Linked DNA regions of Mus musculus: regions 1, 2, 3, 4, 5 and 7 are each linked to region 6. A link is a contact called in public HiChIP or PLAC-seq and promoter capture Hi-C data. All regions are on one chromosome and are shown on one strand. The core of a region is the stretch at or near the end of the contact, and the rest is flanking DNA. Distances in the headings are between cores, read along the strand shown.

What was found. Promoter capture Hi-C pulls out the DNA fragments that hold promoters and counts their contacts. HiChIP or PLAC-seq counts read pairs in DNA pulled down with a chosen protein or histone mark. Capture Hi-C pulls out chosen DNA fragments and counts their contacts.
Region 1: a promoter capture Hi-C map of second pharyngeal arch cranial neural crest shows a contact between it and region 6. The contact joins the promoter of Prpsap2 here to the promoter of Aldh3a2 in region 6. A contact is called at or near these places in 8 of 39 promoter capture datasets (the C10 cell line, cranial neural crest, embryonic stem cells and 5 more), 2 of 484 Hi-C or Micro-C datasets (CD4 T cells and regulatory T cells), 1 of 115 datasets of contacts at active chromatin or transcription factors (bone marrow-derived macrophages) and 3 of 9 other capture datasets (adipose tissue, liver and pancreatic islet).
Region 2: a contact with region 6 is called in an HNF4G HiChIP or PLAC-seq map of pancreatic cancer cells. The contact joins the promoter of Shmt1 here to the promoter of Aldh3a2 in region 6. A contact is called at or near these places in 3 of 115 datasets of contacts at active chromatin or transcription factors (extraembryonic endoderm stem cells, microglia and pancreatic cancer cells) and 1 of 9 other capture datasets (liver).
Region 3: a contact with region 6 is called in an H3K4me3 HiChIP or PLAC-seq map of embryonic forebrain, with 4 times the contacts expected there. The contact joins the promoter of Grap here to the promoter of Aldh3a2 in region 6. A contact is called at or near these places in 2 of 39 promoter capture datasets (the C10 cell line and embryonic stem cells), 1 of 484 Hi-C or Micro-C datasets (B cells), 5 of 115 datasets of contacts at active chromatin or transcription factors (astrocytes, embryonic forebrain, memory CD8 T cells and 2 more) and 2 of 9 other capture datasets (adipose tissue and embryonic stem cells).
Region 4: an HNF4G HiChIP or PLAC-seq map of pancreatic cancer cells shows a contact between it and region 6. The contact joins the enhancer-like site here to the promoter of Aldh3a2 in region 6. A contact is called at or near these places in 1 of 39 promoter capture datasets (the 3T3-L1 cell line), 2 of 115 datasets of contacts at active chromatin or transcription factors (forebrain and pancreatic cancer cells) and 2 of 9 other capture datasets (embryonic stem cells and pancreatic islet).
Region 5: a contact with region 6 is called in a promoter capture Hi-C map of adipose tissue. The contact joins the promoter of Natd1 here to the promoter of Aldh3a2 in region 6. A contact is called at or near these places in 1 of 484 Hi-C or Micro-C datasets (olfactory sensory neurons), 3 of 115 datasets of contacts at active chromatin or transcription factors (bone marrow-derived macrophages, embryonic stem cells and extraembryonic endoderm stem cells) and 3 of 9 other capture datasets (adipose tissue, liver and pancreatic islet).
Region 7: a contact with region 6 is called in a FOXA1 HiChIP or PLAC-seq map of pancreatic cancer cells. The contact joins the enhancer-like site here to the promoter of Aldh3a2 in region 6. A contact is called at or near these places in 7 of 39 promoter capture datasets (the 3T3-L1 cell line, the C10 cell line, cranial neural crest and 3 more), 2 of 484 Hi-C or Micro-C datasets (embryonic stem cells and uterus) and 2 of 115 datasets of contacts at active chromatin or transcription factors (craniofacial prominence and pancreatic cancer cells).

The regions. Positions count from the first base shown.
Region 1 is chr11:61,760,681-61,763,380 of GRCm38.p6, forward strand. It overlaps Prpsap2 (phosphoribosyl pyrophosphate synthetase-associated protein 2), which reads right to left and starts at 1,408. Exons shown (of 12, transcript NM_144806.2): 1 at 1,274-1,408.
Region 2 is chr11:60,809,925-60,812,624 of GRCm38.p6, forward strand. It overlaps Shmt1 (serine hydroxymethyltransferase 1 (soluble)), which reads right to left and starts at 1,341. Exons shown (of 12, transcript NM_009171.2): 1 at 980-1,341.
Region 3 is chr11:61,652,053-61,654,752 of GRCm38.p6, forward strand. It overlaps Grap (GRB2-related adaptor protein), which reads left to right and starts at 1,269. Exons shown (of 5, transcript NM_027817.3): 1 at 1,269-1,372. The coding sequence starts at 1,295.
Region 4 is chr11:61,705,468-61,708,167 of GRCm38.p6, forward strand. Slc5a10 (solute carrier family 5 (sodium/glucose cotransporter), member 10) reads right to left here. Exons shown (of 15, transcript NM_001382268.1): 8 at 2,327-2,532. It overlaps Fam83g (family with sequence similarity 83, member G), which reads left to right. Exons shown (of 5, transcript NM_178618.3): 5 at 1,898-2,700. The coding sequence ends at 2,260. Among named protein-coding and RNA genes, the nearest start is that of Slc5a10, 13 kb to the right of the region's middle. Within about 2 kb of position 1,379, at least 12 of the 459 cell types and tissues checked have an H3K27ac peak or open chromatin away from gene starts, as enhancers often do. A contact at or near this core is called in pancreatic cancer cells and pancreatic islet, where this site is marked.
Region 5 is chr11:60,912,410-60,915,109 of GRCm38.p6, forward strand. Natd1 (N-acetyltransferase domain containing 1) reads right to left here and starts at 1,383. Exons shown (of 3, transcript NM_025294.5): 1 at 1,220-1,383. The coding sequence starts at 1,316.
Region 6 is chr11:61,265,838-61,268,537 of GRCm38.p6, forward strand. It overlaps Aldh3a2 (aldehyde dehydrogenase family 3, subfamily A2), which reads right to left and starts at 1,349. Exons shown (of 10, transcript NM_007437.5): 1 at 1,017-1,349. The coding sequence starts at 1,169.
Region 7 is chr11:61,619,118-61,621,817 of GRCm38.p6, forward strand. No RefSeq gene overlaps it. Among named protein-coding and RNA genes, the nearest start is that of Grap, 33 kb to the right of the region's middle. Within about 2 kb of position 1,359, at least 131 of the 459 cell types and tissues checked have an H3K27ac peak or open chromatin away from gene starts, as enhancers often do. A contact at or near this core is called in embryonic stem cells, hippocampal neurons, pancreatic cancer cells and 1 more, where this site is marked.

The DNA of each region.
Region 1 (2,700 bases), core at 158-2,657, 490 kb after region 6:
TTAGAGGTGGTTGTAGGCTGTCACGTGGGTGGGTGCTGGAACTGACTCAGTCTTGAACAACTAGTATTCTTAACCAGCCAGTTCTCCAGCCCCCACACCTGGGGAAGCAGTTTTAATAGGAAAACAGGTTTGACATTACTTCCCAGACTTTAACGAAGTCATACGAGGTAACCTCTTCCTCATAACAGTGGCCCCTGAAGGACAGAGTGGGGTAGCAGTCTGATATGCAATACAGTTCCCTGCATACAACAATAGGTTGCGACTCTCAGTCATACAGAGCATGACTTGGCAACCTGATGAACTACAGGCAATAGAATCAAATACCCAGATTTTGAAATGTCTATTGCAAACATACCTTATCAGAAAAAAAGATACATACTAAATGCCAAAGAAAGAGCACAGAACTATGTTTTGGTGTTGTCAATTCTTGGAGCTTATCCCAAGTATAGAGCTATATTGTCAATGATAGAAAGTACAATTTAAAAACAAAACAAAACAAACAAACAAACAAACAAACAAAAAACCCCCAACAACTTTGTAGCCCTGTTTGCCAGGAACTCGCTCTGTGGACCATGAGCCCTCAAGATCCTTTCACCAGTCTCTGAGATTAAGGGGTGTGCCATCAAGCCCCACAAACTGCAAGATTATTTAAGAACAGAAACACTGGTTCTATGTTAAACCACAGAGTAGCTAATGAATATAATGTGCATATCTCTGCAAAAATTGGATAATAATGATACAAACTACAGCAGTTAAAAGACAAGAAAGGTTTCCTATAGTGGGGCTTAGGGGCACGCACCTATTTTATTTTTATTTGTGCATTTAAATTGTTAAGCACTAGGGCATGAGATGGGTCAATGGCAGGCCGCTTGCATTGCTTCACCTTGCATTCGACTCCAGAACCGCAAGAAAAAAAAAAAAAAAGAAAAAAAAAAAACATAAAACATTAGAACTCACACTTCCTCAGGCCTCAAAGCTCGGTTCAGTATTTTCGTATCCCTCACAAAAGCTAAACACCCAAACTCTGCCAATATCGATATAAGAAAAATAAATCCTTATCAATAATGTAACAGATTGAGGAAGAGATTTTTCTGCAGAGTATCTTATGCCGCTCCTCCTACGTCTGATTGGAGCCCAATCATCCACTAAGGCTGGTGGAGCCGAACACGGGGCCCCGGGCTCGCCCCGGAGCAACAAGGGCCATGGCTCCCGCCCGGCACCGCGCGAGCTCGCGGGGCCCGCCGTCCGCCCGCCGAGGCTCCCGCCCGCCTACCTGGTCCCGACCCCAGCCCGGCCCGCCGCAGCCTCGGCTGCCGAAGGAAGAGAGCACAGAGCTCCGCACGGCGTCTTACAGCAAAATGGCGACTCTAAGCGCGAGAAAGTCTTTCGAGACTGCGAGGCCAGGGGCGGGGCCTGAGGGCAACTGACTAGAGTGGGCGAGGCCGTCGAGGGGCGTGGTCTGGAGGAAGAGGGGCGGGGCAGAAAGTGGGGTAGAAGGCAATGCATTTGATGCTGTGGGCGTGGCCGCCAGAGTGGGCGGGAGGATGTTGTGTGGGCGTGGTCAGACTCGAGGAAAGTGGGGGAGAATTAGAGTGGGCGTGGTTGGAAGTGTGGTTAAAATTCATAGGTTCTGACTGGGTTCAAGTCTTTACTGTCCTGCAAGACTGAGCAAGTCACCTCTTTGACCTGAGTTCTTCTGAAAAAGAGATGACAGCAGTACCCCCATCTCCTGGGGTTGGGAGGAGTGAGTGAGAAATCTGCGAACCTCTTGGCATGGTTCTTAGCATACAGTCGATGAGCAGTTATCATTCATAATTATTCGCTTTGTTGTCCCTTCCTTCTTTTCAGTGGTTAAGAGTATATACTGCTTTTCCAGAGAAGCTGAGTTTGGTTCCCAGAACCAATGTCAGGCAGTTCACAACTGCCTGTAATTCTAGCTCCAAGTCTCCCTGATGTCTCTGGCCTCCTCAGCCACCTGCACTCATATAAACATAAACATATACAAATAATTAAACATTCTAAAAGTTAGTTTTTTAAAAAATTGTAGCTCTGGGTGACCTGGAACTCACAGAGATCCATCTGTCTCTGCCTCCTGAGTGTTAGGATTAAAAGGGTGGCCATCATTCCTAGCAAATTGGTTGCTGTTGATATATCATTGCTGAATTCTTTATACCTTGAAATATGGTGATCCCTATTTTTTAAGGGGCTACTTGGCCCTTCCTCTCTTTCTTTTTTTTTTAAATATTTATTTATTTATTATACAGTAAATACACTGTAGCTGTCTTCAGACACTCCAGAAGAGGGAGTCAGATCTCATTACAGATGGTTATGAGCCACCATGTGGTTGCTGGGATTTGAACTCTGGACCTTTGGAAGAGCAGTCGGGTGCTCTTACCCACTGAGCCATCTCACCAGCCCCCAGTGATCCCTATTTATAACATAACAAACATATAGTGCATGCCAGGTATCAAGGCATTATTTATTATTATCTATATTTTATATTAATATATATTAACAGTAACTTTCAGAAATGGGGTAAGACTTATCTCTATTTAATTGCTGTGGGTACTCAGATGCCAGTGACAAAGCAATAGATAGGCACCACCTGCAGTGCCTTGCTCCATGTGTATACTTAAAGGCTCTCATCCACTGCACTTCCAGTTCACAAGTGAGACAAGCAGACATTTATGGGAGGATGCA
Region 2 (2,700 bases), core at 91-2,590, 460 kb before region 6:
CTGCTGGGTGGGATTAAAGGCCATACACCACAATACCCAGGCCAGGGCATTAGTTTTATGTTTTTAGAGAGGGTTTTTCTATGTAGACCAGGCTGGCCTTGAATTCACAGAGATCTTCCTGCGTGTGCCACCACCACTCCTGGCTTACTTAGGGCTTACTTAGGAAGAAGATCTTCACACTATAGACTTTTGATTATTTTGTTTTCCAAGACAGGGTCTCTCTGCAGAGCCCTGGCTGCTGAACTGTCGTTTTTGAGCTAACTTTGGGGAAAACATACAGCATTTCCTTATTACTGTCTATAGGTCTGCCAAAGTCCATACCCACGTGTTAGGCTGTAATGGGGACAGGAACAGTGCGAGTCTCTCTGTGCCCTGCTTTATAAAGAGAGGAGGCTCTCAAAGGCCTTGGAGTGGCTTTAACTAAGGTCATATAACAGAGGCAGAATGTGAACTCCTGTTTACTTTTGGTGCTTCCCAGAATCCTGGGTAACACAATTACTCACCTCCATTCAATTTCCCCTCAAGGAAGAAATTTTAAATGTATTCTGTACGGAGCCTAAACTGGTGTTTCTGGTCCAGCAACTGCCTGGCTCAATTAAACACATTTGTGCTTGCTTCAGCTAACCAAAGGTCACCTAACTTCCAGACCTTGAAATAGAGGCACTGGGCTAAGAACGCTACAAGCCAACCTGTCCCCTAGATAGAGTAACGCACTGCAGATAATCAGGGTTGTACTAGTAAATCAAAAGCAGTGATTACAGACAAACCTCGGAAGCTTCGTTAACATGTATAAACCAAGGGGTTCCATCCCAGCACCACATGAACCGAGAGCGATAGCTCTTACTGGTGAGGTGGAGGCAGAACCATTAGAAGTTCAAGGTCATCCTTGGCTACACATCAAGTTCGAGGACAGCATGTGTGACACTCACACCTCAAACAAAACAAAAAGAAACAATCGCAAAGATTAGAAATTACATACCTTGTATTAGGAGCGTGGATTTTGTGAAAAGGTTCCAACCCTTGGTGCAGGGTGGCCTCCAGTTCACTTGGTTTCGGGAGCTGGCCGTAAACGTCTGTTCCTCCGGTCTTTATGAAAGGGACTAAACGCGTTGTGGTGGCGCACGCCTTTAATCCCAGCACTAGGGAGGCAGAGGCAAGTGGATCGCCGAATTCCTGGAGAGCGCGCGGAAAGTGACCACAGCAACACCTCCAGCCGGAACCCCGCAGCGGGCTGTCCTAACAGCCCAGCACGTGCTCCGGGAACCAGCCTCCCCACCACGTGACACACCACGTCCGGGGGAAACCCAAACTTGGCGCGCAGAGGCCGGAGCTCCACTAAACTCTCCCCAGCGCAGCCTGGTCCCGCCCCGCCCCTACAGCGGCCCAATCAGTGGGAGCATCCAGGTAGAGCCCGCCCCCAGCTGCCCACGCGCGATTCGCCCGCGCTCAGAGCAGGGCAAAGCCTGACGGAAAAAAAAAAAAAAAAAAAGAGCTCTGAACTGGAGGGGGTGGGAAGGAGGAGGGGACTGGGCGGTTCCTTACCTTGGGACCTGGGACTTTTGGGCAGTATTGCTGATTGTAGGAGTGTTTTGTGATCCAGAAGACCTGGATAGGATTGGGGATCGAGCCTGGTTCGGGTTCAGTTTCCAGTAACTAATGCACAAGTGTCCAGGGGATCTGCCTCCAGAGTTCTAGGATTAAAAGTATGTGCTACCATGCCTGACATAAATAGATCTTTTTTTTTTTTTTTTTTTTTGGTTTTTTGAGACAGGGTTTTTCTGTCTAGCCCTGGCTGTCCTGGAACTCGCTCTGTAGACCAGGCTGGCCTCGAACTCAGAAATCCACCTGCCTCTGCCTCCCAAGTGCTGGATTAAAGGCGTGCGCCACCACCGCGGGTCCTGGTGTCAGCCCACAGTAATCCCTATCTCAAATAAATAAGTAAACAAAAAAACAAACAAGACAAACAAAAACCCAGCTGGCATGACCAGAACTCTACAGGCTTTGGCAGAGGGATCTTGAGACAGAGGGCAACCTGACTAAATACCAAGATTCAGGCTAGCTGGCTGTCTCAAATATTAAAATGAGGCTGGCTGTGTGGCTCGGTGTTAGAGAGCCTGCTTAGCCTAAACAAGAGTTTGCGTTGTTTGTGTTACACACGCTAGTAAAAACGAATGAAGCAAATCATATTGCCATGGGGCTAGAGAGATGGATCAGTGGTTAAGAGCATTTGTTGCTTTTGCCGAGGTCCTGAGTTCAATTCCCAGTACCCACATGGGTGGCTCACAACCATTTATACCTTCAGTTCCAGGGGCTCTGATGCACACTTCTGACCTCTGTGGCCAATGCATGCATGTGGTACACACATACATGCAGACAAACACTTGCATATATAAATAAAATAAATTTTTAAATATATATTATTGCCATGTGTGCATAAAAATATAAAAATACATTGTTTAGTAACAAAATTAATTTAAAATGATAAGATTTAAAAAATCATTTTAGAGTCAGGAGGTAGTAGTGCAGCCTTTAGTCCCAGCCCTCAGAAGGCAGAGGCAGGCAAAAGGGTGTTAAATCCCCTAGAACTGGAGTTATAGTTGGCTGTGAACCACCACAAGGGTTCAGAGAACAGAACCTTGGCCCTCTGCAAGAGCAGCAGTGCTCTTACCCACTGAGCCATCTCTCCAGCCCCTAATTTAA
Region 3 (2,700 bases), core at 19-2,518, 390 kb after region 6:
AAAAACTAACTAACTAACTAAATAAATAATAAAAAATAATTTAGAAATAAAACTAAAAATAAGTAAATAAATGAAATAAAATAAAATAAAAATCTGGCTTCATCTGGATCCATCTGGTACCCATCCCACAGCCTGGGTTCTTTAGCTGTCCCTGTGTGTTTGGAGAATACTGGCTCTCTGTGGTTCCATGTGGTTGCAAATGTATAGCTGTGTTTCTCCGTGTTGTGCTTTACCCCCTAGTACTCACCAGACTGCTGTCTGCATCAGTGTCACAGCCTTCCCTTAACAATCGCAGAGCTGTAATGCCTTCAGACCACAAGCTACAGAAAGCTCAGGTGGTACTCGATGTTTAAAGCACAACAGGGGCCTTATTAGTGAGGTTTTCATAGGTGAATAGGAGCTTCCTGGGCAAGTAGGAAAAGGTGGTGTGCCCACCACAATGGCTCTCCAGCCTGGAGTTTGCTTGTAGTGGAATACCCAAAAGGGTACATGAGGGAGCTGTGTGGAGCAGGTGAGAGGAGACGGTTGGAAGTGTCTTGAACGTAGGCTGGAATTTGGGTTTGAGGTGGTGGGTGCTTAGGAATCTCGCTACAGGTATCAGCAGTTGTCCTGCTTAGTTGTTTTGTTTGTTTGTTTTTTTGTTTGTTTGGTTTTTTGTTGTTGTTGTTGTTTTCAACTTGACACAAGCCAGAGGCAGCTTGAGTTGAGAATTGGCTTGTGGACAAGTCTGTGGGGACGTTTTCCTGACTAATGACTGGTGTGGATGAGTCTGGTTCTCTGTGGGAAGTTCCACCCCTGGGCAGATGCTCTGGGTGTATAAGAAAGTTGGCTGAGCAAGCCATGGGAAGCAAGCCAGTAAGCAGTGTCCCTCCGTGGTCTCTGCTTCAGTTCCTGCCTCCAGGTTCTTGCCTTGGCTTTCCTGATAGACTATAATCTAAGCCAAATAAACCTTTTCCTCCCAAGTCACTTTTGGTTTTGGTGTTTTTCACAGCAATAGAAACTCCATTTAAAACAGATAAGAAATGTGAAGGCTGAGAGACAGAGGCCAAGCACGAGACAGCTCTGCATCGTCCTAATGGGGACTCCCCCACAGCCAAAGTGGGTTTATGAGCACACCCTCTCTGAGCTATGACAAGGGTGACATGTCTTTGCTTCCTGTTTCTCCCCCATCAAGGGCAGTTTCCGGCTGCAGCTTCAAAAGAACAAATACTCAAAACAAAGGAAGTGGTCCTCTCCTGCAGGAAGCAGGAAGCTGTAGCTGCTGGGTCCTCGGCTGAAGCCCAGGGACAGTGGGATGGAGTCCGTGGCCCTGTACAGCTTCCAGGCTACCGAGAGTGACGAGCTGGCCTTCAACAAGGGGGACACGCTTAAGGTACAGAAGGCTGGAGCTGGGCTGAGTGGGCCAACAGGGTTGGTAGGGTTAGAACCAGCACCTCAGAGAGTCCTGGGAGTCTGGGCTGTGAGGGACAGGCTCAGGTTAGCTGCCTCTACCCTCTTCAGTTTCCTCATTTAGGAAAGTGGAATAGTATTTATTACTGATCCTTCCTTTGGGGTCATTTGAGAGTCTGAGGCCACAGAGTCTGGTGGGAGTTGCCTAAATCCCACTGTTTTCTAGGGTTTTGTTTGTTTGTTTTTAAAGAAAAGTTTAATAGACAAATTTTGAGATCAGTAACACAGAGAGAAACAGAGAGACACAGAGGTAGAAATCGTGTGTGTGTGTAAGAGTGTGTGTATGTGTGTGTGTGTGTGTGTGAGAGAGAGAGAGAGAGAGAGAGAGAGACAGAGAGAGACAGAGAGACAGAGAGAGAGTCTAAAATAAGCAGACATTCTAACTTAATTGGGCTAAAATAGCTGAGATTAAGCTGTATTGATGGGAAAGGAGAAATAGAACGCTATACTTCATTTGTTCTCACCTGAGCCACTTTCACTCACAGTGGTTGTCTTCCAAGTCATTAGACACACGAGTGTGTGAAATCTCTACCGGGGATGCCCTTACTTAGAAGTTTGCATATGACAGGAGAGCTGAGGGGGCACAGGAGAGTGGCCATGCTGAACCATGGACACTGGAATGCTAGTGGCCCATCCTGTGCCCTCCACTGCCCCTATTGTGACCCCCTGGAGCAACAGACACAGGGCTAGATGGCTACCACCCTGAGCCCTGGCTCGAAGATTCAAGCACGGAGACAGACTCTTTAGAGCTATCCTGTACATGGGTCCCAGGCTCAGTGTGGATCTCCTGGCTGTGGAAGACCATGGCTTGGCTGCAGTGAGCGAGGCTCAGCAAGGTGTCTGTACGTGTGTAGTGTAGTGTAGTGTAGTGTAGTGTAGTGTAGTGTAGTGTAGTGTAGTGTAGTGTAGTGTAGTGTAGTGTGAGCCAATCTCCATTGCTTTAATTCTTGAGCCTTTCTTTGTTCGGTCCCCTGGGTGTCTAAAGCTCTAAGCTGGGGTCCTAAAGCAACCACATACCTTTGTGCACCCCCTTCTTCAAGCTAAGGTGCTGGTGTATCTACCTAAGTTGTTGGCTCTGGGTCCTATGCACACTCAACCAGTTTGGCCTCAGAAAGACCTGGGGTGGGAGACTGTCCAGATCCAAGTTCAGTTCAGAGGCCTCAGCTACTCTGGAAACCAGCATGGGCCATATCTTTCACACACACTTGAGGCTGGAGGGTAGCTGGCCTATTAAAAAGTAGGAATGCTGTG
Region 4 (2,700 bases), core at 129-2,628, 440 kb after region 6:
CCCAACCCTGGCTTGGCCATTTCACCTTTCAGGCCTGCATCCCCTGATCTGAACGTGGGTCACCATCACCCAACCAAGTATGGCTAGCAGCTTTGGTGTGGGAGCTGCTGGGCCTGGCTCCTCAGGGCCCTGGGTTGCCATGTACTTGTCAAAGTTCTTAGCTGTTTTTGTAGTCATGGCTGTGTTGGAAGATGCTGCTGGCCAAGAGGAAGACAGTTCATCTCTTGTCATACATATCAGCTGGGCACAGAAATCAGGAGCCTCCCATGCTTCCGGGATCCCAGGAGGCCTACTATGTGTCTTTCTATGCTTCCAGGATCCCAGGAGGCCTACTGTGTGCCCTTCTGCCCCTTCTGCTTTATACCCAGGGGCAGTGAGGCCTGGGAGAGGTGACAGAGCCCCACCAAGGCTTCATTTCCTATTATCCTCTCCCCCCTCCCCCGCTTTCTTTTTCTTTTTTAAAGACAGGTTCTCACTATGTTACCCTGGTTGACCTGGAACTCTGTGTAGACCAGACTAGCCTTGAACACACAGAGATCTACCTGCCTCAGTCTCCCAAGTGTTGGGGATTAAAGGTGTGTCCCACCATGCCCAGCCTGCTATTGGCTTTCTGATGACAAAATGGTCAGCACTGTGGGTTAACCTGTAGCTAGGGAAAGGCATGTAGTTCAGCGTGCAGGGGAGAGTTCAGTCAGACCCTCTGGTGCCAGTGAGTCATCTGGAGCCCAGGGTCTGTGTTTTAATACCAAGACCTGGCATCCTGTAGTAAACTCTGCCCAAGGTGAGGCTAGGGAGTCATGGCTGGTGCTGTAGCCATCTAGGGTCAGCGGGGACCATCCTCTGTATTCCTAGTTGACCTCTTCTAACCTCTTTCCTCCTTATCTGCACTCATTCAGCCAAGAGGGCAGGATAGATGCTGACTCATTGGCTTTCACGGGAAATGCTTCCGAATGGCATTCTACCCAGAGATGTGGGGCTAGGCCAGACCTGCCCGGTGGGAGGAAGCAAGAGGAGGCAGGGATTAGGGGCTCATTTAATCTAGCAGGCCCTCCAGACTGCCTTTCACCCTCCTGGGTTGGCCCACAGTCCTCAAAGGAAAAGGGTTGAGCCTGCTACAAGGTACCTGAAAGGCCTGGGCAGGGAGGGGGTAAAGGCCAGATGGGAGCCTCAGGCATCTGGGGTCCCAAAGGAGAGCAGCAAGTTACTAACTGGGAATGAAGGTTCAGCCTCCCGGTGCCTCTGTCACCTCCCAGCCCGTATAGATTCCTACTTTTGGAAATCCATGTGAAATGTTTTTCCATTTGGTACCCATCAGGTCTGTTTCTGGACTTTGATGTTCAGCCTGTGAGTGCAGCTGACTCTGCTAGATTCACAGGGAGGCAGGTGTGTGTGTGCACAAGGCGCTCTATAAACTGTCACAGTCCTCACTAGCTGCTGGCCATCACCTGGTGGGCTCAATGTGACTAGGGCTCTAGTCACCAGTGATCAGCAGTGAACCTATGCCCACCACAGGGCCCGTCCCTGCTCCACTTCTCCAGGGCTGCCCACCGGCTGGGCAGGCATTGATCCCTTGTGCCCAGAGAAGGGAAGTGGGTGTCTGAGGTCAGCTGGAGGTTCATGAGGAGAGGTCAGAATGACCTCAGTGCTCATTGGACATCCAGGCTCAGATGGAGACACTGCCACCAACAACCAGCTCTGGTCCCCCATTCATGTCTAACCCTGTTTGCAGAGGGATGGAATGGGGCACAAACCACACAGGGAAGAACCAGTCCATATTACAGATGAGGAGACTGAGGCACTGACTGAGTGGTTAAACCTTCTGTCTGGTTATGCAGCAGGAGTCCTGTTAGCCCTCCCACTACACCATCCAGGAACTCACTCTCCTTTTTCTCTCCAGGGCCAGCATTTCCACCGACATGGAAGTACTACCTCAAGGACCCCAGGGCCTCCCCGTTTCCGGCCTGCTGCTGATGGTACCCAGAGCTCTTCCAAGAAAGCAAGCCCAGCCGCAGCAGGCCCCCACCACTGGCAGCCCAAGGGGAGCCCAACACCCAGAATGCTACCAGATCCTGGGAGCCCAAGGCCAACCCGAAACACTCGCCTCCGAGCAGAGCTCAGGGCCACTGAGGAACATGCCAGTCCCTTCGGAATCCCATACTCCAAATTGTCTCAATCGAAGCACCTAAAGGCCAGGGCAGGTGGCAGCCAGTGGGCCCCTTCGGACTCTAAGCGCAGGGCCCGAGACCACAAGGAACCCTAGCAGCCTAGATGGACCCAACCCCGCCCCAGAGGGCAGCAGGTGGGGGTGGGCAATGTTGGCGCTCACCTGGTCAGTGCACCAGTACCAGGTGGCCATGATGGTCAGACCAAAGGTCATCCCAGTCCACGGGAGGTCTCCTGTGGAAGGGTCCCGGAACATATGCATGGCGTCTGCTCGCGGCAGGTGGCAGGTGGTGTTGGGGATGGTCCTGGAGGGGATGGCCTGGGCATACGCCGCCTCCAGCTGCTCATAACCACCGATCTGGTTGAAAGCTGGAGGGTGGGGCAGAGTGGGTTGGTTCTGGGTGGTCCTGACTCCCAGGATCCTCCTACCCTCATCTCACAGATAACTTCATGCATCAAACTGGAACCCCTACCTCATATTTCCTGCTCCAGGAAGGTTGAGGTTGAAAAAAAAGAAAAAGAGTGAAATAGAGTATT
Region 5 (2,700 bases), core at 133-2,632, 350 kb before region 6:
AGAGAAGCCTAAGGCTTCTGCCTTTCTCTTTATGGATCTGATGTGCCTCCACAGTCCCCAGGAACTAAAAGCCTCACTGGAACTAAGAAAACTTCAGAAAAGAGGATCTGAAGAAAAAAGAAACAAAAAACAAACAAACCCTCAGATAAGGCCTCTCAAGGGATCAGGGCCAAGTGTCACAGTCAGCTGAGCTACCATCAGCATGACAGCAGGACTTGTTTCTCTACGGAAAGAATAGGGCAAGGGGCAGCTGGGCCCTGATTTGAATATGCCTCTGGTCTTGTTAAAGCTGGGCAGGTCCCATTTCCTGCACTCCCAGCCTCAGTTTACTCATCTGTAAGTGGGGCGGTATGTCACAACACAGGAAGTGATAGCTGCCCCCACGGTGGTTAGGTGGCACAAACGGGAGACCTGGCCTCCAAGTGCAGGTCACAGAAGGTTGGCTCAGGAAGTCAGGATAGGCTGCGTATGCTTGACTGCTTACAACCTACCTACTGGCCGACCACACTCAAGTGGTGCATCCTTCCAATCAAAATAATATGGGCAGTGGCTAAGTCGGGTCTCCCCAGAGGGCCCAGCTGGGAGGAGTGGGCTACAGAGAGCTCAAGGTCCCATATTCCACAATCTTTTCCAGCCCTAGAATCAATGGGAGGAGTGTCGGTCTGCTGGTACAAACGCTACAGATGAGGCTTTGACTTCTCTATCTGTTGAAAAGTAGCCATTTATCTATGTTTATCAGCACTTGCTGTGCACCAAATGTGTCATTCTGAACTTTTACTGCCACAGCATCTCATCCAAAGCGGTTTGCACTCCAGCTATCCCCATTGCAGATTCCGGGAGACCGATGCACACATTGACTAGACAAACTGGCCAAAGTCTCAGAATCACCTACCCGCCTCCTCCTCCAGGCCACATATTCCCTAGGTTATGCCCCAGGCCCCTGCAGGCTCCTCCACGGCGGCAGGAAGCAACCGAACACCCGGGGGGTGGGGGTGGCAGGCCACCAGTGACCTGCTCTCTGGGACCCAGGGTGGCAGCCCTCCGTCCGCGATGTCGGAGGCCGGCTGCGCTAGCAGGTGCGGGCTGCCCGGGCAGACGCGCTCCGGCGGTGCCAGTCGGGGGGTTCGGGAGCCCTCCCGCCCCGGGATCCATCTGTCCGTCCGCCCGCAGGTCCCGCCCCGTCCCGCCCGCGCGCGCGCAAACAAAGGCAGCTCGGTACCGTTGAGGCGCACGGAGAACTGGCGGCGTTGGCGGTCGTGCTCCACGCGGATGGGGCCGCCCTGCTCCAGTGCGCTCGGCGGGGTAGCGTGCGCCATCGCGCGCGCCGACACTGGGGACCGCGGGCCGCAGCGAACTGACTCTTCGGCGGCGCGGGCCGGAGAAGGGGGCGGGGCCGGAAATCAGCTGTGAGTCACGTGCGCTGCGCGCACTGTCTGTTTGGATACATTCCTGGCGTCTCTTAAAGAGACCGCGCTGCCCGTTTCGCTCGCGGCTTCAACAATGATGTGCTGGTCCATCCAGGGCGCCGATTGTCCTCCCGAATGCCCCAGAATGACTTTTAGGACCCACACGGACCCATATGCAAAACACGCAATGACCTATGGGGTAATTTAGATCCTCCCCGCGACAGCCATTTAATATTAGGCATTAGCCTCACTGCAAGCCTGAGGCAATAGATAACGTCAAATGCAAGGTGTTGACAGGCAAACCTACTCTCTGCTGGAATCGTGCGGGCTGGAGCTATGCAGCCCACCCACTCGGGCAGCTGTAGCTGATATTGAGAGATTACCCCTAGGCATGTTTGGGACTGGGTGAAAAGCCACCCCTCCCAAAGAAAGCCAGAAATATGAGGTCCCTAGGGAGCTAGCTACCCAGGAGCCAGTGTTTCTCTAGAAGTACAGTATTAGGAAAGCTTGCCGACCATGGATGTTCACAGAATCATATTCTGTTAATTACCGTGCAAATTTGATGTCCACATCTATGAGACCACCACACAGACATTAAAGTTTGAGTACCTCAGTGGAATGCTTGAAGGCTGTAACTTCAAACCTGTACAAAATGTGTGTCTGTGTGCGTGGCGGGGGCTGGGGGTGGGGGAGAGGCGGGGGACAGACCAACAAGGAAGCATTTTACAGCTAAATGGAGATCTCCGTGGGCTCCCTTCCAATTGATTTCTTCCTTTTGAAGTAGCTATGCTCCCTGACTTTTAGCGCTATTGACTAAACAGCTTTTCCTAAGAACATCCTATTTCTTAAGAACTACACAGTATTTACCTTTTCGTATCTGGTTTCTTCGCTTCCACCTGTCATCAGCTGTGTTGTTGCTGCTATCATGTTCACCAGTGTGTCAGAGATTTCCCAGGAAGCAGGTACCAGTTTTCCATCACGTGTTAATGGGTTGTTGTGTTGTTTTGGTTTGGAGCTGCTATGAGTAACAGGCTGTGGATGTCGTCTGGCCAGCATTCCCTTAGGGTAGCTCTCAGGAATATACTGCCGAGTTTTATAGCCAGTGGATATTTTGTTTTGTGAAAAACTGCAAGATCCTTTTCCAAGTGTACGACCTCACATTGCCACAGAGAGTTCTGTAAGTTGCAGTGGGCATTTTGTCATTAGTGGCAGTGACTGACTCTTGAACCTTTGCCCAGGCTGCCAGGCCATTTAGTCCCCATTTAATGAACACTTTCCTCTGTAACCCCCCCCC
Region 6 (2,700 bases), core at 99-2,598:
TGATACTTCATCCTTAACGCACTGGTTTATAACCAGAGTCACACCTGCATATGTTCTACTTTGGAGCCAGATTTTAAATTCTGGACTTAATATATTTTCTTCAGGAACGCTATGTATGAACAAACATACACAAACTATCTGATGTTTGAGGAGTGGATGATTCACAGAGTTTTAATATTCACTATCCTATCTTGTTTACTAATTACCACAGCCCCTCTTTACCAGAAGTACTCTGAAGGAAGGTTTCTAGATTCTACTACAACTACTGTTACCACTTTTTGAAGCAGTCTTTGATTGAAAATCTGAAAATAGAGGTCTTACCATGCCTGGAATACAGATAGAAAGTAAAAGGGAGAAATAATATTACTAGAGAGTACAACAGACCATAGTTGTACCTTGAACACTACTTAAAACCTTGGTACTCAAAGCTTGCTTCTAAACAGGCCATATGTTATCACCTGGGCCCTCATTAGAAATCTCAGACACAGTCTCACGAGGACTAAGTCAGGATTTGTATTTTATCAGGTCCCCAGGGTGATTGTCTGTATACTGGAGGTCAATCATGTATATGATTAATGTCACACAAAGTCATATGGGGAATTTCAGTGCTGAAGATTATAGGAAATAAAAAGAACTGTCAACAAAAAGAAACCATTCTTTTAACGTCATGAAATAAAGACAGGGAGTGAAATAGCTGAAACCTACCAAGCAGACAAACTACTGAGATCCAGCCTATCCAGAGTTAACTGCACATTGTAAGGAAAGAGACTATGAACGCAGCAGAAATGGGCAAGGCTATACAGAGCGTTCGCAGACGAGAAATTGCCGGCGCCAAGTAAAGTATGCACTTCAATATGAGTGCAAATACAACAGTTTGGGCTCTAAGCGGGGCTGGAGAGTCCAGAGTCCAGGGTACTCTGCTTCCTCTTAACTGCTGGATAAACAAAACCAAACAACCTGCTACAGAGAAGGAATAAGGTGGCTCATCGGGCCCCTCCCACCCTGTGGAGGCTCACTTTGCTCAGGTCTGCCGCGATGGCTGCTAAGATTTCCTTCTCGCGCTCTTGCACCATCCTCCGCAGGGCCTCAAGCTGCTGCAATCGGAAGCGCAGCGGCCGAGATCGGCCGGACCGGAACGCCTGGCGAAGCCGTAGGACCTGGCGCTCCATGGCCGGGCCTGAGGAGAACGCGGAGCGAGGCAGGTGAGGGAGCACAGTACCAGTAAGGAGCTGCTATGGATGATGCCACAGCTCACTGCCACTTTCCGCTGCTGGGTCCTATCCGCCTACTGGCCTAGACCCGGCCCGGGTGTGGGCCAAACCCCAGCACTTCCCTGCTAACGACAAAGTGCGCACTCATTGGCTGAGCTGCTGCACGTGACTATGAGGCCCCGCCCCTTACCTCTAATCTAGCCGCGGGATTGCGGTCCCCGGGCGCCGGGTGTGTAGGTGCAATTTTTGGCACGCGAAGACGCGGAAGAAGTCCTTCTGGCTTCAGAAAAGAGCCAAGCGTCCTCTAGGAGGAGGAACTGAGGCCCGAGGGTGCTCACCCGGCCGGAAGTAGTCTCCCTTCGCCTGCAGTGCCTCAGATTCAGAGGCAAAGTCGCTGGGCCTGGGTAGGGCGGGCCTGGGTGGGGCGGGCCGGGTGACGCACGCGAAGGAGGTGAATCCAGTGTATACACACACACACACACACACACACACAAGCATTGTCATCGCCCACACTGATTTTCAATCCTCTCTACTGCGTACCATCCAAGGTTTTTTCCCAAATTTCCTCTCCAGGCTAATTAGCAATGGTTGACTTTCGTACCCATCTGGGGCTGCTCAGCGACGGCGGTCACTTTGTGTTGTCCTTCCCATCTTCTGGAAACATTTCCGCTTCCCTTCCTTGGCGTTCCCTAGGTTTTCCATCTCTGGATTTCTCCCTTTTCTGACCCATTAAAGTATTCAAATGTCTGGGACTAAGTTCTCTCCGCGCAGTCACTCATCTAATTCTACCAGTAGAGAGCAGAGAAGGCTCTCACCCAATCTTTCCTTGGACTCCCAAGGACACATTTAAATGCTAATCTCTATTTACACTTATAATGGACTTCTTATAGTTAATTTCATTAGAACTTTTTATTATTCTTCAGCAAACAACTCATACTTCCTACAGTGTTCCCTGTCTCTTTGACTTGATCTTCAAAATATATGTTGAGCCCAATAATGAGTGGTTCAAACCATACTACATATCTACTATATATAGCAATAGCACTCTAATAGGCTGCTTGCTTGATTGGTTGGCGACTATGAATCTGTTACTTCTTAGCTCTGTACTTACCGTTTTACACTCTGTAGTTCAGGAGCCCAGAGTAGGTTCTCCTCCCTCCTTGGCCTCCCAGGAAGTTCTGCCAGAGGAAGAAAGTAAGGAAGGAAGGAAGGACAGACTACCAGGACACTAAAGATTTCTGTTTCCCCATGGACTCAGTAGTGTGGCAGGTGCTGGCATTTCTATCGTGGAAGGAGAGTCAGTATATTCCTGCCTCTAGGAATTTCTTGGACAAGGTGGCTCCTAGTCCTAGAGGATGACAGTCACAGTGTCTCCAAATGGCACAGAAGTGGGCAGTACTGCAATGAGTTTCAGCTGAGATTCATTGGAGCAGTTTCTGATCTTTGAGACCATCCGCCCCACTCCACCCCCATGCTTCCTTCATTATTC
Region 7 (2,700 bases), core at 109-2,608, 350 kb after region 6:
ATATAAAGTATGAGTCCCTACCACACAGCCACCAGTGTGTTTGTTTGCTTTGTTTTTATTATGCCTTTTTTATCTATCTATCTATCTATCTATCTATCTATCTATCTATCTATCTATCTATCTATCTTTAAGGCAGGGTCTTATGAAGCTCTGGCTGGCCTGTAAATCACTTTGTGGAGCAGGCTGGCCTGGAGCTCAGAAAAAGCTGCCTCTAGTTTCCTAGCTCTGGAATTAAAGGCACAGGCTGCCATGCACAACTACATCTGTCTACATTTCAATGTGAAGAAGGAGGAGGAGGAGGAGGAGGAGGAGGAGGAGGAAGAGGAGGAAGAGGAGGAGAAGGAGGAAGTATTGTAAAAGAAAGAGTAATGGTCTGTGAATTTTTGTTTCATTTTCTGTGTCTCTTTTGTTTTGTTTGAAACACAATATCACTATGAAACCATGGGTTTCCTTACGAGCATCTGAATTAGAATTTAAATTCTGAAGAATTGCCATCTTTGGTTGGGGTGCAGTTCAGTGACAGCGGGTTGACCCCAAACCAAATCAAACCTGCTGTCCGATTGTTTATCCATCTCCTTTAGGAAGAGAGCAAGCTTTCTTTGACTGAGGCCAGGCTCCTTCAGCGTTTGGTCGCGTTCTTGGTTGGCAGTACTTGTTTGTATTGTTACCTCAGTGAGCCTGACCCATCAGAGCTTTTTAAAATACACACATACACATTTTATTTAAATCAGATAATGGGAGAACAATTTGTGAGTTCCTGGGGTGGAAAATTCCCGAGCGCAGGAACCGCAAGGCAGAAGCGCCCCCAGCTGGCCGCTCCTGGCCAACTGCCCTCGCGACCGCGCCCTGTGATGCTGGGGGGTGGGGGCGCTGAGATGGGGGAGGACTGGGGGAGGGGGGTGTCTAGAGAGCTGTGGGGCTGAGATACTGCGGGAACGGGGTTAAGGGATTGTAGAGTCGGGAACTGGGGAACTAGGGAGCAGAGAGACTAGGAGTGACGGCCACCTGTGAGGCTGGGGAGCTGGGCGTGGTGGGTGGGTGGGGGATGGGGAGCTGGGGAAGCTGGGATACCAAAAGCTGGGTCGGGGTGGGTGCTGAGTCCGCAGAGCTGGGGGGGGGGGGCTGGGTCTGAGGGCAAAACTGGAAACTTGGAGATTGAGTTCCGTGGGTTGGACAGTTGGGGGTCTGCACCCTACCCCACCCTGCCTGCAGCTACCACACACACTTTACTTTCTGGTCTCTGTGTGGGTCTCTACATCTGAGGAAACTCAGCCTGGGTGGCCAAATGCCTGCGCTGGGCTGGGTTTTGGTGGTTTGAGCATCCAGAACGGCGGCAGGAGGGAGGCCTAAGGTGCCTGCCGCAAGAGGGCAGAAGGGCGGTGGTGCTGTTTGCACATCGCGGGGAAAGTGCTCGTCCCTGCGCATGCGGCTTCCCACCGCACTCCTACACGTTGAAACTGTCCGTTGTGGACCGAGTAAGGCGCACCCTGGACGCCTGGTTCTTGAGCCTGTGAAGGGATGGGTCTCTCTACTCAGTGAAAGAAACTTAAGGAATTTTTTTACTTAACTGGTACCTGAAGAGGGTGGTGTGATGGTGGAGGATAAACCGATTCGAAGGAGGGTTTGGGCAGAAAGTCAAGAGAGTCAAAAGGCAAAGGGAAAGCGGTGAGTTGGAAGTTGTCTAACGTTTGTACAGCCTTGGCTTCCATTCCCAGAGCTTTTCTTTTTTAAGTGCACTTAGGAAAAAAATCTAGGCTATATTGATGACTTAGAGGAGAATAGACTCAAGAACCTGCCCAAGCGCACTGTGGCAGTGAGAATGCTCTCACGTGCTGGGACACACACACACACACACACACACACACACACACACACACGGATAGGTAGGTAGGTAGATATAGACAGACAGAATGGTAGAATGGGAAAGCCAGGCGTGGTGGTACATGCTTTTCATCCCAGCATTCAGATGGCTGAGGGAAGCAGAACTCACCAGTTTGGCATACATACCCATGCAGAGTGACCCCGTCTCAAACAAACGAACAAACAAACAAACAAACAGAAATAATATGGAGAAAAAAAAATCTGTCCTCACCACCTGCAGGAGGCTCTAGCTTCTGCACCTGCAGACTTTTTCTCAAAACACACTCACATGCACATAAAATACACAAATATTTACCTAAAAATTTAGGGGTGCAAGGATTGTCCCATAGCTTTATTAAAAATGGTTAATAAATAGTGTGTGTGTGTGTGCGCGCGCGCGCGTGTGCACACGTGGAGGATAGAGGTCAATGGGTGTTTTCCTTGGTTACTCTTTTTTTTCAAGATTTATTTTTAATTATGTGTGTCTTCATTTGATTTCTGTCGCTATGATGAAACACCAGGGCCAAAAGCAACCTGGGGAAGAAAGGGCTTATTTGGCTCACATCCCATCATTAAGTCAGGGCAGGCATTCAAGGTGGAAACCTGGAGACAAGAACTGAGGCAGAGACCAGGGAGGAGAGCTGCTTACAGGATTGTTCCCCATGGTCCTTTTGCCCCTACGACCACTAGCCTAGGGGTAGCACTGCTCACAGTGGCTGGGCCTTCCCACATCAGTCATTAATTAAGAATATGTCTCGGGCCGGGTGCGGTGGCATACACCTTTAATCCCAGCACTCTGGAGGCAGAGGCTGGAGGATCAGATATTGAAGGCCATCCTTG